Regions from separate parts of the Triticum aestivum genome. Here region 2 is linked to region 1. Evidence: chromatin contacts called from public Hi-C data. All regions are on one chromosome and are shown on one strand. The core of a region is the stretch at or near the end of the contact, and the rest is flanking DNA. Distances in the headings are between cores, read along the strand shown.

Evidence for each region. A called contact is a pair of places that touch in the nucleus more often than the background predicts.
Region 2: a contact with region 1 is called in a Hi-C map of leaf, with 6 times the contacts expected there. The contact joins two enhancer-like sites. A contact is called at or near these places in 3 of 5 Hi-C or Micro-C datasets (all in leaf).

Annotation. Positions count from the first base shown.
Region 1 is chr6B:576,172,800-576,177,230 of IWGSC CS RefSeq v2.1, reverse strand. No RefSeq gene overlaps it. Among protein-coding and RNA genes, the nearest start is that of LOC123138125, 170 kb to the right of the region's middle. Within about 2 kb of position 2,555, at least 6 of the 8 cell types and tissues checked have an H3K27ac peak or open chromatin away from gene starts, as enhancers often do. A contact at or near this core is called in leaf, where this site is marked.
Region 2 is chr6B:576,695,367-576,699,797 of IWGSC CS RefSeq v2.1, reverse strand. No RefSeq gene overlaps it. Among protein-coding and RNA genes, the nearest start is that of LOC123134465, 280 kb to the left of the region's middle. Within about 2 kb of position 2,542, at least 5 of the 8 cell types and tissues checked have an H3K27ac peak or open chromatin away from gene starts, as enhancers often do. A contact at or near this core is called in leaf, where this site is marked.

The DNA.
Region 1 (4,431 bases), core at 1,306-3,805:
GCAACATTTAAAAGAGCAACATGCATCATTAAGTGTAGTCCCTACATCATTAGTGCACATATACAGAAAGCTAGACTAAATTACTTAAAAGTATCAACTCGACGCAAGGCAAGATATATGCAGTTTAATCTCTTTCAAGGTATGAATTTTAAGTTTCTTTCCCGTCATCTTCTTAGCTGCGTAGGCACAGATAGGGACGCACAACAAGATATGCACAATTTAACATTTATTTGGAAAAGCTATAGGTAGTTAGCCTTGGTCAAGGCAAATAATTGACCTTGTGGTCGGTCTAGATCACCTTGTTCATGTTAACTTGCCACACTTGAGTGTCATGTTTGCAAATATTAACATTGTACTTGTACCAAGTTCTTCAGTCAGACTTCTAGACGATGATTGGACTTAACATATGCGATATAACCTCCTCTCTGGTTAGAAGGCTCACACATACCCTAGATTGATAATTTAGATCAACGTAATACGGGTTATATTATCACAAAAATAACATCATTAGAAACTAGTACAAATGCTAAATTCTCTAAGGGTGTAACTTTTGTGATATACAATTCGTATTATATTGATCGAATTATCTATCTATGGATATGTGTGGGCCTTATAAACCGTAAAAGGATGGAGTATATAAATAGATGATGCATGCTGCATATAGAGATTAAAGGACTATAGTGATCAGTGATCACTTTTCAAACCCACATCCATTTCCTTGATTGTTAATTGATGAAAAATAAAAAATAAACATCCAATGCGGATAATTATTCCTTTTGTGTCGAAATTAATCGATGAAATTGATTGTGGGGGACAACAAGATTTAAAGTTTGCTGAACAGTACAGCGATCGATCTATTGCACAAATATTCTTGCAAAAAGAAGCCCCTTTTTTCACAATCTCATCCACTCAGAGAAAACAAAAACCGTGTCTAGCCTCTTCTTCCACTCTCTCTTCCATACCGCTAGCTTTTCACTGTTTCTAAGGTGATGCATCACTGTCAGGCCGGCTTCACGCACCTGTCGCCAGGATTTTCCCAAGAATATCAAAGTCAGCTTACCCTGGCAGTAGTTAACTGGGAGTAGACACACAAACATGAGTTCTTCTCTAAGTGGTAAATAATAGTATGTATATTTGGAGTAACAAAGTGCAGACAGAACCCTAATTTTCTTCGCATCTGTTGAATTGTTGTCATGCGCTGAATTGGCATCAAGCTAGCCAGCCCATGATCGGATTATCTCAGGGATAAACTAGTGCCCTCACCAGCAGGAGTAGTTAATTGGCCAAGTCTAACAGGCACATGACAAGAGCATTTCTCCCTAGCGTGGCCTTGATTGATTGGACGCGGGAGCACCTTTTGTCCTGTGCAGCCCCCACTCACAAAGCATAGCCAGGATTCCACCTCTCCTCGACGGCGACGTCGCATGCAGGAAAGATTACAGGTGCTACCAAAGCCGGCGGGGCCCTGGCCGTAATGGCGTGTCAATGTGTGCCATGCACCGGGTCGGTTGTGCTGCTGCTCTATTTGTGTTAATCCGCTCGTCGCTTTGGAAGGAAAAAATCTAGCCTGGGGATCGAGGTTGGCCTCACAGTCGACCCGAAAGCATCTGCCGCGGTCGCGATCGGTCGTGTTCGTGTCGCGTGTAGAAAGGAAGAGAAGGACGGGGAAATGAAATTCATTTCTGACGGCGACTGGAAATATAGCGAGGCGGCAAGCGAAACGTCTGCGGGCTAGGAAAATTCATGCTGCGCGTATCTGAAATTCACACCGGCGAGGAGGGGGACTGGCTATCTAGCGCAGTGTTTTGTGTGCATGAAAATTGAAGCGCGGCCGGGCTGAGACGGACGTCGATTGGTACGGCTATGGTGGGTGATAAGCGATCTCTTGATTGCGTGATGTGCTGTTGGTGTCGTTGTGTGGACGGGGGAGGGGGCAGACGAGACGAGATGTGATGATGAGAGGAGGCGACCGGGGCGGCAAGAGAACAAAAACTTGCTTGCTCTCGCCTGCATCCTCACGCTGTCCAGGTTTCCAAGTCGTAATCCGAGCAGTGCAGTTTTGCCGCTTGCAGCGCCGCGCTCGCTATCCGCCTGCCATGCGGTAGCAACGCAGGCAAGGATCATCATCCCGTGGACGCAAGCGCGCCGGCAGCCGCAGCGGCGCGTCGTGCCGGTGAAAACGTATTCTAGTCTACTGCTAGTGCTCTACCAACAGTGGTAGTTTGGGCTGGTGGTAGGTGCGGTGCGGAGTGACTCGCGAGTGTGTCGTGGTTCGCAGCGAATCGGGTGACGGAAAGGAAGCCGCACCTGGAGCCGGAGCCGGGGCCATGGGGCGGGCGGAGGAACAGGAGCAGATGGCAGTGGCTTGGATCGATCGACTGGACCACCAGCCAGCGAGCAAGCGGCGGGTAGGCAACGGGCGCGTCTTCGACCAGTCCGTCCATCGGCGCTTTCCACCAGGGGCCGATCGATTCTGGCATTCTGCTGCTTCGGCCATGTTCCGTGTCCCCCCATCCGACGCCCGCACGTAGTAGTAGTACGTAGGGACCGTCTGCCCCACGCCCCGGTCCAGCCTCGCATCGCTGGCTCTGGCTGCACCGGACGCCGCAGCCACTGCCCCATGATGCTGATGCCTGACGGGACGGCTTGAGCAGTCCAGCAATATCATGTGGCATCACCCATCCGACTCCCTTCCGAGTTTCGGTGCACGGCTCCGTCCGTCCGATCCTTCACCACCGCACGCGTGGTGCCTAAATTTCGTGTTTTGACCTTTTTTCTAAAAATTGATCGAGATCTGACCTTGTCTTGCAAAAATTTCGAAATCTGCCTCTTTTCTTACCATCAGGGTCCACGGCTGTAGGGTATAACAGTCTACGTCCTTCGCGGTAGGGCTACATACTCTACTGGGAAAATTTTCTAAGTATAAAACATAATGCATGCTCGCACCTACCGTCGGGCACTGGCGGTAGGTTTGTACAGGCCAGTAGCCTAATTGACGGTAGGGATGATTCCTACCGCCAAGGTCCTTGACGGTAGGTTGTTACACCAACGGGAATTTATGATTCACGCCAGCTAAAAAAACAATTTATGATTCACCAACGGGGAGAGAATTTCTCTGAGAAAATATGGGAAGAAAAGAAGAAAAAAACAAGAAGAAACAATCGCGGTAGCCTTGTCTCATTTATTACGAGACCTAGCTCCATCTCGTTTGAAGCGCTTGACTGTGCGCTCGTTTGGGGTGTGGGGCTAGTATACTGGCTTTGTGAAGTTTCTACAAACAAGTTTTAGAACCTTTTGTGCAATTTTTTTGCGTTGCATTTTCTTGTTTTTTTCTATATCGCTTTTCTTCCATTTTCCCTATGTGTTTCTCTTTCAGTTTTCATGGTTTTTTGCCAGTTCTGTTATTCATTTTTTTCTGTTTTTTCTAAAATACCCTTAATGTATTACTTAAATAAAGGTTAAACATTTTTCATTTACAGGTTTAACATTTTTCGTATACACATAGAACAATTTTTGAGTACACATTGAACATCTTTAATAGACATTAATTTTTTCACATAGACATTCAACATTTTTCCAACATATTTTGAATCCACGGTGAATCTTTTTAACACATGTTGAACGTTTTTCGTAAATGCCGTGAACATTTCGTTTAAACATGCAAACCATATTTAAGTGTTAGAACATGTTTTCAGTATTGCAATTTTCTTTTTGAATTTCATATAAAAAATTTAAAAAAAACCTCTAACATTCACTTTTACATTATATAAGCATTTTATAAAAATTTCCCATTTTTTTTGAAACCCGTGAACATTTTTTTAATTTCCCGTGCAGTTTTACTGAATGGTAAGGACTTTTTTTATAAAGTAAAATAATATTTTTTACATTTTATAAACTTCTCATGGAAAATGTCACAAACAATTTTTCGAATGGTAAGATTAATTTTTACATAAATTAGCAAACAATTTTTATATTGTATACATTTGATATAATAGGCTGTACATCGCGAACCACATGAATATTGCAACATTACCTTTATTAGAATACATGTCCAACATTTTTAAGATGCATGCTAAACATTTTAAAGTACAAATATAATATTTTAGTAGATGTTAAATAATTTTTAATAGAAATTAAACCTTTTTGTTTAGACAATCAACATTTTCGAGCACATGTGTTAGAATTTTTTTTGTAAATGTAACATTTTTTCATTATTAGTGCATATTTTGTAAAACTTATGCATTTTTTATTTTATAAACATGTGCTTAAACATTTGATGTATTTTACTCTCTGCTAAAAATGTTACAAACATTTTCTGAAATGCCTTGAATTTGTTTGAATGCTTTCATTTTTTTTAATAATTTACAGTCACACTTTTTAAATTGTACAAACATTTTAATAAAAAAATCCAAGAACAATTTTTAAATGTGA
Region 2 (4,431 bases), core at 1,293-3,792, 520 kb before region 1:
TAAAACAAGAATATTATGTTGAATTTGTGAACATTTAACTAAAGCAAGGGTATTTTTTGATTTGGGAACATTTTCTAAAATGCTTCTTTAATCTCGTTTTTATGAAAAACAAAAATATATTTTGAAAAAATGGGAAAATATTTTGAAAATAAAACTGAATGAAAACAAAAATTAAAATTCCGAACATTTTTCAAAAAGGAAACACAATTATGGATTTTTGGTGTTCTTTTTTATAATTGAACAAAAACTGAAATTCCCAAGATTGTTAAAAAACTGGATTTACAAAAGTAGAAGAAAAAATAACTTGGAAGAGAAAAGGAAAAAAGAAACATGAAAAAAAGAGAGAAAGGATCAGAAAATAAAAAAAAGAAATGGAACACTGAGAAAAAATGAATATGGGTCGTCCCAATCTAGGGTTCCTTATGCGAAGCTTCGAGTATTTGCTGCGCTGTGCGGTAAATAGGGTTTACCTAGCTGCATGGGCAGTATAGGTGGGATGGCTTCACTGGACCACATCACATGTGGTGTGGCCCATGTACGGAATTCTGGAAACTGGTTTTCATTTTCTAGCGGACACACACAAAATTTTTTGCCAAATCCTATTCGGTGCCTTAAGCACCGAATACAGGCTATTTGGTACAGGGCGCAGAACCTATTCGGTGACTCGAACCTAGCTCGTTGCGTTTGAGTAGCTTGCGCCCTAACAAACTGGATCAGATCACCGGATGTGCTAGTTTCCTTTTGTTCTTATCTTTATAGGATGCCAAAAGACGCAGCTTTTTTATATTTGCTTCCCTTTTTCTTTTTTCTATCTTGTTTTTTCTTTTTTCCTTAAATGCGTGAAAAAATTTCAAATACAATGAAATTACTGCGAAAATTGATGAACCTTTTCAAAATGGATGAATTTTTATTCAAATTCGATGAACTATTTTCCAATACGCGATGAACTTTTTTCAAACTCGGTGAACTTTTTTCTAAACCCAATGAACTTTTCTCGAATTCAATGAACTTTTTCCAAATTTCAATGAAAAAATTTCAAACTCGATGAACTTTTTTCGAATTTGATGACCTTTTTTCGAATTTCGATGAACTTTTTTAAACTCGATGAACTTTTTTTTAATTCAATTTTTTTTAATTCAATGACCCTTTTCCAAACTTTGATGAACTTTTTTTCAAACTCGGCGAACCATTTTTCAAATTCGATGAACTTTTTTCTAATAACAAGAGTACATACTGTAGGAAACCGGTTTTTTCTAAGAGAAAACGGTCTATACTGTAGCAGTTTTTAGAATGAAGAAAAAAAATGGTCGAGCGGGAGCCAACGATCGAGCGAGCGGCGGCACCCAGCGATAGAGCGAGCGGGGGCAGCCAGCGAACGCTGCTGGGCCAGGCCCATGCTATCGACACATCGGGCACTGGAATCGCGAACGGGCACTGAAGGCGCCAAGGAGGACGTCCCCAAAATTTTAGTACCACATCAGATAGAAAATATTTTTTTCGATGGTGAATGGATGAAAAAGTCAGAGAAACCCAGGTTGTTTTATTAACAGGTAGTATAGTATATATAGTTGTAGATAGATATAGATATAGATATGTATAATATGTATACATATAAGAGCATCTCTAGCGGATTCCGTATAAGTCCACCGAACTGCGTTTTTATGGTCGTTTTACGGGATGGGCCAAAAAACGGTCCATGCAGGTCCGCTAAAAAAGGCCCGGCCCGTAATTTTTTTACCGGCGGCCCGCAAACCGCCCGTGATTCCGGTATATATGCGGGAGCCAAGACGATTTAGGGTTCGCATCCCGCACATCCCCCATCCGCCTCCGCCACAAAATCCATCCTCCGACGACAAATCCAAACACCTCCGATGACGTTTTGGGGCGCATTTGGCCACCGGAGATGGCGTTCGCAGGTCCGGGCGTGGCAGCGGCGGGGGTTTCGACAGCCGCGGTGGGTTCGGGTGTCGTGGTGGGTTCGGTGCCCGCGGTGGGTTCGGCGGCGGCAAGCGACGCAACGACGAAGAGGCTGATAGCTCCTCCCTTTGTCCTCCAGTGCTGGAGAGGCGCATGGAGCAGGCGCGCACCCGCGGCGCGAAGTCCCTCAGCGCCGGACTAGATGTTCCAAATTGAGTGGGTATCTGGCGACGTTTAACGGTATCCATTCTGCCGATCCATCCGTCGTCCTGCAAATTTTGTAAGATGGATCTGCCAGAGATACTCTAAAAAGGCATCATATATCACATCCATGTACTATTGGTGCCTCCAGCTAGAGAATTGTTGGCGATATGAGTCATCGAGATGAACAGGTCTAAACCACCGTAGCTACGTCAGTCACATTGATGGTTGATGGCGTTGGGAGTGACAAGCCTGGAGAGAGGAAATAGTCCAAGACTGCTCTCCAGGGTAACCAAATTGTTCAGCTGTACCGAAACGTCATGCGCCAGTTTGGACGTCAGCAGTAGCAGTAGTACTGGCAGCAGGAGAGAACAACACACGGGCAGTAGCTTAGCCGTTTGGAAAGACGGGACGCAGCTTCTCGAGGGACGCTAGAACAGTGAGTGAAGTTGCGGGAGACAAACCACGCGTGCGGTGGTGAGCCATCGACCCCATGCACTGAAACCTAGAGGGAGGTATGGGTGAGAATGAGATCACATCACACGGCTCGACTGTTGAAGCCATCCCGTCAGGCCAGCGATCACACACGGCCTCATGCCAACTTCATCGCGCGACCCCACCCTGTTCGGCCCTGTCCGTTTGGAACAAAAGGACAAATGAAACGGCCCAGCGCGCGATGGTCCGAACCCATCCTGTCCGTTTTGTGTCCGGACCCATCCATTTCGAGCGCAAACTTGCGTCGGGTTTGGGTCGCGACGGACACCAAACGGACGCGCGCCTCGTCCGCGTCGGGGCCGCGTGGCAGGCGGCCACCTATCTCCCACCCGCCCACATCAATGTGCACGGGGCGGACGGCCCCACCTGTCATCCACACATGAAAGGGTCGCCGTCCTTCTTTAAGTGCAAACCGTGGACCGATCGTCGTCCACACTGCCCCACGCCACCCCGCGGCCTCCTCGAAACCCGACAGCCCCAGGCCCCAAACCCTAACCAAGAACTCGCCGGCCGGCCGCCTGCAGCCATGGGGCTCTGGAACTACGGCCGCAAAGGCAAGCACAACCGCGAGGCTGGCTCCTCGTCGGGGCGTCGCCGCGGCTCGGTGAAGAAGGAGGAGCCGGCCTCGCCATCGCCATCGCCACCACGTCGGGCCCCCTCGCCACCGGCGTTCTTCATCGCCCCCTCGTCCGCCGGCGAGCGCGACCGGTGATGGGGTCATGTACCTAGGATAGGGTCACAGACCTGATCTAAGTACCCTGCCCAAAGACACCCTTAGAAGAGGTCACCTTCCAGTCGACCAACGAGGGACTCACTCGACTGACTTGAAGGACTCGACCACGAAGACTCACTCGACCACCCGAAGGTCAAGAGGCACTCTGCACTGCAACGGCCTGTAATTAAGTAGACTTTATGATGGTAAAGACACTTTATGTGGGGCGTTACCAGTAACGCCCCGGACTTAACTCACCTTAAACCCTCTCCTACGTGGGCTGGCTGGGGTCCTGGCGCACTCTATATAAGCCACCCCCCTCCACAGGTAGAGGGGTTCGGCACCTTGTAACTCATATACACATAATCCACTCGACCGCCTCCGGGCTCCGAGACGTAGGGCTATTACTTCTTTCGAGAAGGGCCTGAACTCGTACATCCCTTGTGTTTACAACCTCTCCATAGCTAGGACCTTGCCTCTCCATACCTACCCCCCACTCTACTGTCAGGCTTAGAACCACGACAGTTGGCGCCCACCTTGGGGCAGGTGTTTTAGCGATTTTGTGGGGAAGTTGCGATTCTTCCGAGTACTTTCATGATGGTGGCTGCTGGAGTTTTGGTCGAGGGTCGAGAGATCCGTCTCGGCGCTCTCACCTTCATCGCCGACGACTCCGCTTGGCTCCAGGAGGCTCCACTCGACGTTGATGCGCTCCCCGTCCGCGGTGCGACGCATTTTCGCGCATGTGTCCGCGGCATTCTGCTGCGGCAACCGTCGACCCCGTATCAGTCGACTCCTCCATTGTCCACCCTCCCGGTCTCCCGCCAGCGCAAGCGCTCGGGCCGGTCGAGGCTTCAGCGGTGGGTGAGGCACGCGGTGGCTCGCCAGACGGCCATCACTCATGTTGCGGCAATCGAGCCCGACGAATCTCTCTACGGCCTGTTCGATCTGTCGACTGGCTCCGTGGAGACTGCATCCGAGTGCGATAGCAGTGATCCAGCGGCGGAAATCCTGATGGTCGACGGGCCCCGCAGTCCCCCTGGCTTCGCCCGTGATGGTGGGGCAGGCGACGGAGGCGACCCCGCACGAGACCATGAAGAGTACCAGCC